2 separate regions of the Rattus norvegicus genome follow, and region 1 is linked to region 2. A link is a contact called in public Hi-C data. All regions are on one chromosome and are shown on one strand. Each heading gives the region's core, a stretch centred on a gene start, on an enhancer-like site or on the middle of the called end of the contact. The rest is flanking DNA. Distances are from core to core; before and after follow the strand shown.

Region 1 (5,917 bases), core at 3,386-5,885, 61 kb after region 2:
TGGCTGTGGACAAACTAGAGCAGCCCCATATCCCATACCTGGCATTAAAATAAAAACATATTAAGACAACTGGGTTTTTACAGAAACCAAAATTCTTACAGAGGCTGGAGAGATGGCTCAGTTGGTAAAGTGGCTGCTTTTTGATCCATCTTTTGTACCCCTATTCTAGAGCCACACATGGCAACGCTTGGCTGTAATCCCAGCATGAAGGAAGCAGAGAGAGGAACATCTCTGGGTCTTGCTGGCCAGCTAGTCTAGCTAAATCGACAAGGTCCAAGTTAAATGAAAAGACTGTCTCAAAAATAAGGTAGGGATGGCAAGATTGTCCAGTGGGTATATATAGACACTTGCATCAAAGCCTAACAACCTGAATTCAATCCCTGGAACCCATATAGTAGGAGAGACCAGGTGCCTGCAAGTTGTCCTCTAAGACACACACACATACACACACACACACACACACACACACACACACACACACCACACACCCCACACACACATACACCACACACACCACACCACACACACACACACATACACACTTTGTAGTTTACAAAATAGTGATAGTACTCAAGGAAGACACCTGATGCTGACCTCTGAACTTTATGTGTACACACATCACATATGGTACACAAAACTGCATGTACTCGCAAAAGGGAAATGTGCTTAAAAGCTTAACATGGTAGTAAATGCCTATAATATCCCCCAGAAAGCTCAAGTGAGAGGATCCTAAGTGGGGGACATGCCTGGGCTTCACAGTAAGACGCTATGGAAATAGAGGGGGAAGGAGCCAGTATAGGCTGTCGTATCAAAGACTATCCACAATCACAAAAAAAGGCTCTTCAAGTCCTCTTGCTCCTAGCTATGCACCTCCTGTTGTGCTCTCTTTTTACACGTCAGCCAAAACTCACTGGCTCGGATTCAATGCAGTAGCTATGAAAACCTAGCTGTCTTCTGCTAAGTCAGACTTACACAGAAGCGAATGGTAAAAGTAACGCCATCCTTCCTATCTGGAGGGCAGGGTGGAGTGGAGAAGAGTATTTAGTTTTAACAAGAAACAGGTACTACTTCTGAATGAACTTTCTCTGCTTTAATTTCTAACATGCTAGTTAATGATATAACCCATATAAATAAAAAGTTTGGGGGGCAGTCTAACTTTTAAGAAGTATTTATTTGAATGGTAGAGACTGACACATCAGGTGTCTTTTTTCTATTTTTAAGATTTATTTATTTATTATATATAAGTACACTGTAGCTGTCTTCAGACACACCAGAAGAGGGCATCAGATCCCATTACAGATGGTTGAGAGCCACCATGTGGTTGCTGGGATTTGAACTCAGGACCTCTAGAAGAGCAGTCTGTGCTCTTAACCGCTGAGCCATCTCTCCAGCCCCCGGTCTGTAACTTTTGTGTTATGTGAATTTGCTGCTGGAACTCAATGAAGGTTTTGTCCGTGCTCCCGTTCTGCCATCTCCCTAGCAATTTTCGTGAAGACGAAAGTTAAGAAATTAAAAGTTTGATAAGTACCATTTGAAATGTGACCGAACAGTAACTCAAGATGGGTCAAAAAGGAAAACAGGAGGGCTGGGGACAAGGCTAGCCAGTATAGAGCTGCACACACATGAGGAACCATGCTTAATCCCCTCAGAGCCCAGGTGAAATATTCAAGTGCAGTGGTCAGGAAGGTTAAAGACAGGCAGTAATTCCACTGCCAGAGAGGTAAAAACAGGCAGATCCCAGGGGCTCACTGGCCAGGCAGTCTTGCCAAATTTGCAAGCTACATGTTCAGTGAGAAATCCTGTGTTAAAAAATAACGAAGGGCTATTGAAGAAGTTTCACACACACGCACACTTCAAATAAAATTAAAATAATATTAACTCTAATGATTTCCCTTGTAGATGGTGATGGAAGGTGGGGACTGGCTTGTTGGTGGAGACCTTCAGGTGCTAGAGAGAATACGGTGGAATGATGGGCTGGACCAGTACCGCCTGACGCCTCTAGAGCTCAAACAGAAGTGTAAAGACATGGATGCTGGTACGTAACAGATTCTAGCGCATCTGTCAATACCCCTTAGCGCTCTGGTCAAAAAATTTAAGTGTATTGGGAATTGGATTTTTTTTTCCTTTTTTCCCCCATTTATGGGCTGGCATTGAATTCATTAAATAGCCAATGGTAACCTTGAATTCTTGATTGGACTTCTGCTCCCAAATGCTGACATTGCAGACATCACTGCCACTCCTGACTGAATTATATACATGAATGAAGCTAGCCAGGTTTGCTGTCCATAGATCATACTGCTGCCAGGGGCCATATCAATGTGAGTGACCTGTGCCGCCACCTGAGAACGTGGTGACGTCTGAGTCTATGCTGCCTCATGGAGTCATGTTGATGTCTGTGGACCGTGCTGCTGCCAGAAGCCCTGGTCATGTATGTGGTCCAGGTTGGCTCCAAGGGCCTTGTCTGGGTCCATAGTCCTGATGCAGCTGGGAGCCATGTTCGTGGTCTGAGAGCTGCTGACAGAAACCATGTGGAAGGCCATGCTCTGTGCTCCTGCCGACTGTAAGGAACAAGGAAGTCTTTTGCAGTGATGTTGATGACTGCAGATGTAGTTGACAAAGAGGGACATGGAAGCCTTCTGTAACAACCCTTCCCCCACCCCAGTCCTCACTCCCATCCCCCAAAAGAGTAGTAGCCTAAACAGGAAGCCATTGAAGAGAACTCTTTTTTTTAAAGATTTATTTATTCATCCCATATCAGTAAATTGTAGCTGTCCTCAGACACACCAGAAGAGGGCATCAGATCTCATCACAGATGGTTGTGAGCCACCGTGTGGCTGCTGGGATTTGAACTCAGGACCTCTGGAAGAGCAGTCAGTGCTCTTAACCGCTGAGCCATTGAGCCATCTCTCTGACTCTTAGAGTCTGATAAGGATGCTGAGTTGTAGCTCTCCACAACTGATGGCATCTGGCAGGGGCGTGGGAGGGGAGCACTCAGTTCTATTTAAGGGGCAGGCCACTGAGCGTTTGGCCATGTCCCAAAGAATACACAGGCAAAACAAACCGGTCTTGGTTTTTGTTTTTGTTTTTTAATATTTATTTCTTGAGGGGAAAGGTCAGGAGAAGGGTGCACATGGGGAGGACTAGAAAATGAGTGTAAGGGGATGTATGATGTGAAATTTCCAAAGAAACAATAAAAATATCATGTTGGAAAAAAAAGTATCTTACTTATAATTAGATATGGGGGTATGTATGTATAGGTGCCTGTGGGGTCAGATCCCCCAAAGCCAGAGTTCTAGGCACTTTGTGAGCTGTCTGACTCGGGCGCTGTGAGTCAAACTTGGGTCCTCTGAAAGAGTATTACCATTCTTAATCTTGGAGTCATCTCTCCCCAAGTGATGCGATCTGCCGGTTCGTCTGGATCACAGCTGTGTACACTTCCACACCGGAACACTATGCTGCAGCTTAACACATGCAGGTGCAGAGTAATTCTTAAGTATCTGTTAGTACAAAAGCATGGGCTGGAGGGGTGGTTCAGTGGTTAAGAGCACTGTCTCCTCTTACAGGGATCCTGAGTTCAATTCCCAGCAACCACATGGTGGCTCACAACCATCAGTAATTGGATCCAATACTGTCTTCTGGTGTGTCTGAAGACAGCTACAGTGTACTCACATACATAAAATAAATAAATAAATCTTTAAAAATAAAGATCAACGACTGTTCTTCCAGAGATCCCGAGTTCAATTCCCAGCAACCACATGGTGGCTCACAACCATCTGTAATGGGATCCGATGCCCTCTTCTGGTGTGTCTGAAGGGAGCGACACTGTACTCATAGACATAAAATAAAAATAAACATAAAAAAAGTGCAAAAGCATTTGCAAAGCAATATATATAGCACAGACATATGTTGGAAAACAAGAAAGTTGGAAAAAAACAAACTAACAACAAAAAAAAACAATTAACCTACTTCTGTCTATAGAAGTACAAAGGACTCTGAGAGCACCAGACGCCAGTGACCCTTCTTGGGGATGGTGGGACAAGAAAGGAAACCCTTCACATTTTGTTCTGTACATTTTAAGAGAGAAGTAGTGATAGGAAGCAATGATTTTCATTGTCCATTTTGGGCTTTTATATATTTCCTAGGTGTCCTACAATGGAAATATATTGATTACATTTTAGAACTAGAAAAAAGGATACAGACTTCATGAGTCCATCACGAGTGCCATTGTTTCCAGGACTTGAGGAGAAGGTGCGGTTGTCTTTCATCTGTAGACTGTAGCCCCATTCACATTCCTATGTGCTCTACATGCAGGCTCTCATAAAGGGGAGCCCGCGGCAGGTACAAGGGAGCAGGTGAGTGCTGACGTCTAGGGCGTCAGGAAAGGTGTAGACAGCACGTTTTGATTCCTGAGTCGTGCTTTCTCCTATGTGGCTTCCTGCCTTTGCATCCCATTCTGTCTAAGCATCTGAGCTAACAGCCCCGGCCTATTCTCCCATTATCAAAAGGTTCAAGACTGAATGAAGGAACTGAGTAATATTCCGGTTCATCTTCCCGTCTGCTCTTAGGGACAAGCCATATTGCTTACTCCGAACCTTGGCTCTCCTTTCCTAGATGCCGTGTTTGCGTTCCAGTTACGCAATCCTGTCCACAACGGCCACGCTCTGCTGATGCAAGACACCCGGCGCAGGCTCCTGGAGAGGGGCTACAAGCACCCGGTCCTCCTGCTGCACCCTCTCGGGGGCTGGACCAAGGACGATGACGTACCTCTCGACTGGAGGATGAAACAGCATGCGGCTGTGCTGGAGGAAGGGATCCTGGATCCCAAGTCGACTATTGTCGCCATCTTCCCATCTCCTATGTTATACGCTGGGCCTACAGAGGTGAGCGATTGTCTGAGCTGGGCCAAACGCTAAGAACACCGGCTAAAGTGTATTAGACATGTAAATTCGTCTTGGGAAACAGTTCTTAATGAGAACATTCTACCTTCCCCACCCCAGCTTAACCTTTTCGAGTTTGTATTTGTAAAGATGCTAGAAGCATCAAGTCTGACATGTATAAACACATTGCTTAGAGAGTGTGGAGGCTGGCGTGTGACTGAGGTAGGTAGATAGCACAGCTCACCTGAGTCACACGGCAAGTAGCATCTTACCCGTATTACCTTTCTATTGCTGTGATAAAACACCACGGCCAGGGCAACCTGAGTTCATGTGGCCTTACGGTTGCAGCAGGACGGTAAGTCTATCGTAGCAGGGAAGTCTGGCAGCAAGCAGCAGGCTTGAGGGCAGGAGCAGGAAGCTAAGCGTACACCCTTTACCACAGCGTGATCAGAGCAGAGAGCAAAGTGGAAGTAGGTGAAGCTTTTAAACTCACAGCTCCCCCTAGTGGCAGACTTCTGTCGGCAAGATTGTACCGCCTAAACCTCCCTGACAGCGGCCCCAACTTGGGACCAAGTGTTTAAATGTCCGAGACTAAGGGTAACAACGTTTCTCATGTCGCCACTAAACTAAGCTGACAATTTCTTAGTTCCGATTGTTCTACTCTGACTCACCAGGACCCAGGAATTGTTTAGAAGGTAATGCAGTAATTAGTTCATTGTTGGCAGTCAGATGATCACTTAGAATCTGTAGTTCACACGGCCCTTTGTAACAGTAGGTACAAAGTACAAACAGTAAGTACACCAAATTCTTAACTGCTTGCTTTATTAAGAGAGACTCCCATAGCTCGTGACTTTAAAACTCCTGTCCTATCCAATACGACCCAGCTTGAACAGTGCTCGAGGCTTAGACCCTAGGACTTCCTCACGACTTTTAAAGTGACCTGCCCCTTTCAATCAGTTCAAAAGCAGAATTAAAAGGCTCAGCATAGAGAGGAACCTGTGGACTTGGCCCATGACCACCATGCTCCCTATGTGGTATTT
Region 2 (5,154 bases), core at 1,875-4,374:
TCTAGAGTGTCTTCCCAACCACCACCACCCCCCCCCCCAGGTCACCTGTTTCCATTCTTTCCGCTGGCCCTCAGGGCTTCTTCTAATGCTGTGCCAAGTCTCAAGCTCCTTATATCAGTTCCCAATGCTGAGTTTCCTCTCTCTATGATTATTTGCATGTTGGGGGGGCACCTTCCTTACCTTCTTCCTTTCCTATTATTTTGAAGTGAATTTAGTTACACTATTTTGAAAAACAAATACGTGTATGAAAGGTAAAATCTGTGCTTTCTCTTTTGTTTTCCTATGTAAGTCTCTGAATGTAAAATGAATGTCAGAATACTTTGGGGTCAGATGAGAGAGATGAAACAGCTGGGTACACAGGAGCGAGGGTAGACATAAAGAGAAGGCACTTCCTTGCCAAGTCCCTTTACAACCCTGTGTGGAAAGAAGCAGAACTGATAACTAAGTGAGTTGCCTCCCCGGGGAAGTTCTGTCTCCTCTCGGTCATCTACCTTGTTGTGAGCAATATAATTCCACATTTTTGCACAGTAGACGTTCTTTGTGGAGTTTTCTCCTGGAAGACTGAGCAGACAGCTCCATGTAGAGACACTCACCCACCGGGTGCTCCAGTTCAGTCTTCAGCGAGTACGAGAAAAAGAAAGTTAGCCCTGGAAGATTATCTGTCTTCACAGGATAACCGCATTCTTTATATAATGTTAATACTGTGTGTGCGCACACACGTGGTGAATTGGACTTTGAGTCATGCTATATCTTAGTACATAGGTCAGTGGCAACCAAAAGATGAAGGTTAAAAGAAAAATCCATTTAGCTGAGGAAAAAAACTGTTTTGAAGAAATGCTGCACCTCATTAAATGAGGTCAAGCATTTCAAGAATTGATTTTAAAATGAAGTTTGCTCTAAGAAAACGACAACAACCACAAAAGTACTAAAATAAATAGCACAGAACTGAAGAAAACTGATCTATAGTCTCAGAATGGCTATGCCCTACACTCAGATACCATAGCATGTTTTTAATATGAAACTATTTTAGAAGCCAGTGCGATGGCTCGGCACAAGGGCTCTTGCTGCCAAACCGGACAATGGGAATCTCGTGCTTGGGACGGACATTTTGAAAGACCACCGACTCCCACAAACTGTGCTCTGGCACTCATAAAAACTGATGAGTGAAATAAAAAATATTTTAAATACTAAAATTTTAAAACAGAAAAAAAGCAAAAGATAGGGACCCTGAGAAATAATAAGCAGCTCCTAGAAGATATGGGCTGTTTCCAAAATATCAAACGTCCTTATAAGCCAATGCTTCTAAAGTATGCAAAGTAATGTATAAAGTGCAGGAAGAATGCAAATATCAGAGTGTGATGTCACACAGCCACTCGAGGCTCGAAGGAGGGACAGTCACTGCCAGTTTTCAAGGAGCCCAGACCACACTGAACACTCCCGTCTCAAAAGCAAATAAAAAACCATATATACATTTTTAATTAAGGAAAATCAAAGCTTTAGAAAAGAAAATTAAAAAGTGTCTCTAAATGTATGAAAAATATTGAACCTTACTATAAGAAATGACGCTAAAAGTAAGAGGTTTGCTTTTTGTTTCTCAGTGGACAAAGGTAAAAGCTTTTAGGCAGCGTGTGGTATAGGAGGGGCTGTGGGGGAACATCGGGACTCACTCCTAGCAGAGCTGTACTGACACAGCCTCTACAGAGATTTGGCAAAGCCCATCACAATTTAACTTTGTGTGTGTGTGTGTGTGTGTGTGTGTGTGTGTGTGTGCTCCTTAAGCTAGCAACTCAAATCCTGGCACATAGAGATCTTGCAAGCAAGTGGCTTACGGTTGTCATTGTGCGATTATGAAGGCACAGGGACATAGCTGAAGTCCTATAACGACAAAACGTTGGAAGCAAGGTAAAACGTCAACGAATAGGATGATTGAACCATCCGTATACTGTGCTGCTGTAATAACACGCGCATGGTGAGAATTGATTAAAAATGATTCAGTGGGCTAATATATCAGTGTTGGAGACTCTCCAAGCACATTTAGGAGAATCTAAAATGAAACCTACTGTCAAGTAACATTTTAGACAAAAAAAAAAAAAAGAAAAGAAAAAGACATAAATCCATATGCTATCTCTCAAAAGATAAGGATGAAACTAACCATATTATTACTTCCAGCAGAGAGCAGTGTGGGTAGATAAACTGTTCAAGGAAAATAATTTAAAAATGTAGAGAAAGTAAACTTACACATCTAAATAGCTTTGACATACAATGTATCTATACGGATATTGGAGAGGCCAAGACAAAGGTTATGTACGCAGTCAGGAATGTGGAGAGTCCTCGGGATTTTCTTTTAAAATTTTGTTCTTTGCCAGTTTTTGCATGTATATGAACAGGCTGACTACCCTCCCCTAGTCATCTAGCTTCCTCCCACCTCAGTCAATCCAGACTGACTCCCTGTCGCTTTTGGAGACTATCGATTTTGGTTTTGTTTTGCGACCCCATTTAGTGCAGCCGGGGCCATTTCTGAGACCGTTAGGATTGTCTGTTGGAGACTGATGGGGTCTCCAGTGGGTTTGTAACTGAAGAGGTTCTCCCTTTCCCTCAGTTAGTTTAGCGAGGATAAGGCAGGGAGCTGAGACTTTCCCCCTTTACAACGAACTTGCTGTACTTTCCTGGATGATAGCGGACCATGGGAACTTTCTGGATCAGAAGCACGGGGCTTTGCTGCTCATGGCCTGGCAAGCATTCTGATCACCTACACGCGTGTCGTTTCTTCATTCCCAGCCTCCCTAGAGGCAAATGGACCGTAAAGTTCACATGCCATAAACACTGAGCTCATTTCGGGAGAGAAGCCACAAATACAGCCTCATCCTGAAACTGGTTCTGGAAAAAGACAGACTAGATACCAGTTAGCCCCGTTCACAAGATGTGCAGGGACACGATATGCCTGTGAGAACCATTTGTCCATCTCTAATTTATGAACGATAGCTCGCTCACATGCAGAGTTCTCAAAACATAGGCGAGGCTTAAGGGCTAAAAGTAACTCTTGGTGCCTTAAGGTTCTTAGCTGAGTAGTATGGGGTGTGTGTTGATTTGTTATTGATTAGATTATTAGCCCTGGATCTTGCATCTCTAACTCAGTTGGGGTGAAAGGTCACAAACTCCATTTTCCTATCTGGCCCACTGTTGTAAGGGCAAGTTATTGATCAACTGAGATCAAGAATGTAAATGAATCAGAACGCCCCTAATTAGTACTAACAAGTACTAACAGTTAACCACAGCTGTCGGAAGGTCACCTTGGCACTCCCCAAAGGGGCTTAATTAGGCTCCCAGGTTTGGGAAGTGGCACTCCCCAAAGGGGCTTAATTAGGCTCCCAGGTTTGGGAAGTGTTTTCTTTCTCACCAGAGTGAGTCTCTCACGTTTGTTCTCTAACTCAGTGTCACACTGAAATCTGTTTGGAGCCTGTGCTTTTCCAGTCAGAGCTGAGCTGGAATCGGAGGTTCAGCCTTGGCTTTGGCACCTGGCTAAGTGTGAGGCAAGAACAAGCTTTCATTCATCAGCGGAGCACAGTGGGTTTCTGTTTCAGTTTGGGGTGGGCCAGTAGGACCTGTGGTGGGTCTACTAAAGGATGAATTGACACCCTGTTAGGAAGGTGTTAAGTCCCTCCTGGGTCACCTTGACATGCCCCATTTTTGTAGCACCATTGACCCACATTTCATGGCTTTTTATTTCAAGGTAATATACATGAATAAAAAAACTGTAAACCTAAAGGATACTGTTCAGGAGATTTTCATGAGGTGAGCATGCTTGTATAACCAGCACCCAGGTGAGGAAACAGGGTACCTCCTACCTCCCTAGTGCTTCCCTCCTGCTCAGCCGTGGCTGCTTTCAGGCCTCTCAGACAGAATTGAGCTTTGCAGACACTCCTGGGCACGTCTCCCTTAGCTTCATATCGCACCTATGAAAGTGTGTCACACACACTGCTTGTGGGTGGTCAGACTCTCTTCATTCCTGTTACTGGTCCTCAGCTGGACTGATTTTGTCCCATGTCAAATGGGATGGAGATGTTGATGCTTGGATTTTATGGCCTTCACATCTGAGCTGGGGAAGAGGTCACTTCTGACCATCCGACAACACAAGCAAGAATTGTCAGGCAGAAAACACAACCGGCATTTGGCTGGAGACGCAAGTCAGTAGTCTTCCATGCCGTGGATATTTTTCTACTTCTTTACCTGTGTATTTCTCAGAGCTCCTGGCTTGTGCACTCAGGAGCACTGTGAAATCCAGACACAGCTTTGCTATTCCTGAATGCATGCTTACACAAAAATTAAAGAGACTACCAAGTAACCAGGCGCCATGGTGGGTGCACACCTGTAATCCCAGCACTTGGGAGGCAGAGGACAGAATAGTCACCAGAAGGGGGCTAGCGTGGGTCATATAATGAGATCTCTATCTCAAAACAGAAGAGTGTCCGGCAAGAGGTTGTAATGTCAAGAACAAGTGTCCGGGTGAAAAGAAACTGTCGTGTGTGATCTCAGTCATACTCAACATTTCAGAGTTTTCGGATGGTTACGAGAATTTTGAAGAGATTCTAAATGAGCAAGTCTCACAGCTTTTCCTCAAAGAATGAAGAAGCCTCTCCAACCCACACGCGTATGCCCATGTTTGTGGTATGTTCATGTTCATGTGGGTATACATGTATGCATGTACATGTGGAGGCCAGAAGTAAGACAGATCTCTCACTGAACCCAGAGATCACTGGTTTGGCTAGACTGGCTGGCCAGCAAGTCCTAGGGGTTCTCCTGCCTCTGCCTCCCCAGGATCACCTGACAGGCATGTGCCACCATGCATGGTTATTTGTATATGAATGCTAAAAAATGAACAAGAACTTTACCAATGGAGACATTTCTCCAGTCTCTAAGATGACAGTCACCACTTGAATGTGCAGTACATGCTCATGTATGTACATGTGGACTCACATGCGTGTAAAAGCCAGAGTTTAGCATCCAGTGTCTTCCTCAGTGGCTCTCCATCTTAGTTTTTGAGACAGTGTCTTAGTGCACATAAGCACACCCACTGGACTCCAGTCACTCGCTAGAGCGTCAGAGATTCTCCGGCCTTTGCCTCCTAGCCCAGGGGTGACAGGCACTGCCATAGCA

What was found. Hi-C and Micro-C count contacts between places; a contact is called where the count stands out from the background.
Region 1: a contact with region 2 is called in a Hi-C map of liver, with 3 times the contacts expected there. The contact joins two enhancer-like sites. A contact is called at or near these places in 7 of 12 Hi-C or Micro-C datasets (the A7r5 cell line, the Rat2 cell line, Schwann cells and 4 more).

The regions. Positions count from the first base shown.
Region 1 is chr1:239,943,641-239,949,557 of GRCr8, forward strand. It overlaps Papss2 (3'-phosphoadenosine 5'-phosphosulfate synthase 2), which reads left to right. Exons shown (of 12, transcript NM_001106375.2): 9 at 1,900-2,035; 10 at 4,612-4,880. Among named protein-coding and RNA genes, the nearest start is that of Atad1, 55 kb to the right of the region's middle. Within about 2 kb of position 4,636, at least 6 of the 93 cell types and tissues checked have an H3K27ac peak or open chromatin away from gene starts, as enhancers often do. A contact at or near this core is called in liver, where this site is marked.
Region 2 is chr1:239,884,232-239,889,385 of GRCr8, forward strand. All of the region lies in intron 1 of Papss2 (3'-phosphoadenosine 5'-phosphosulfate synthase 2), which reads left to right. Among named protein-coding and RNA genes, the nearest start is that of Papss2, 19 kb to the left of the region's middle. Within about 2 kb of position 3,125, at least 3 of the 93 cell types and tissues checked have an H3K27ac peak or open chromatin away from gene starts, as enhancers often do. A contact at or near this core is called in liver, where this site is marked.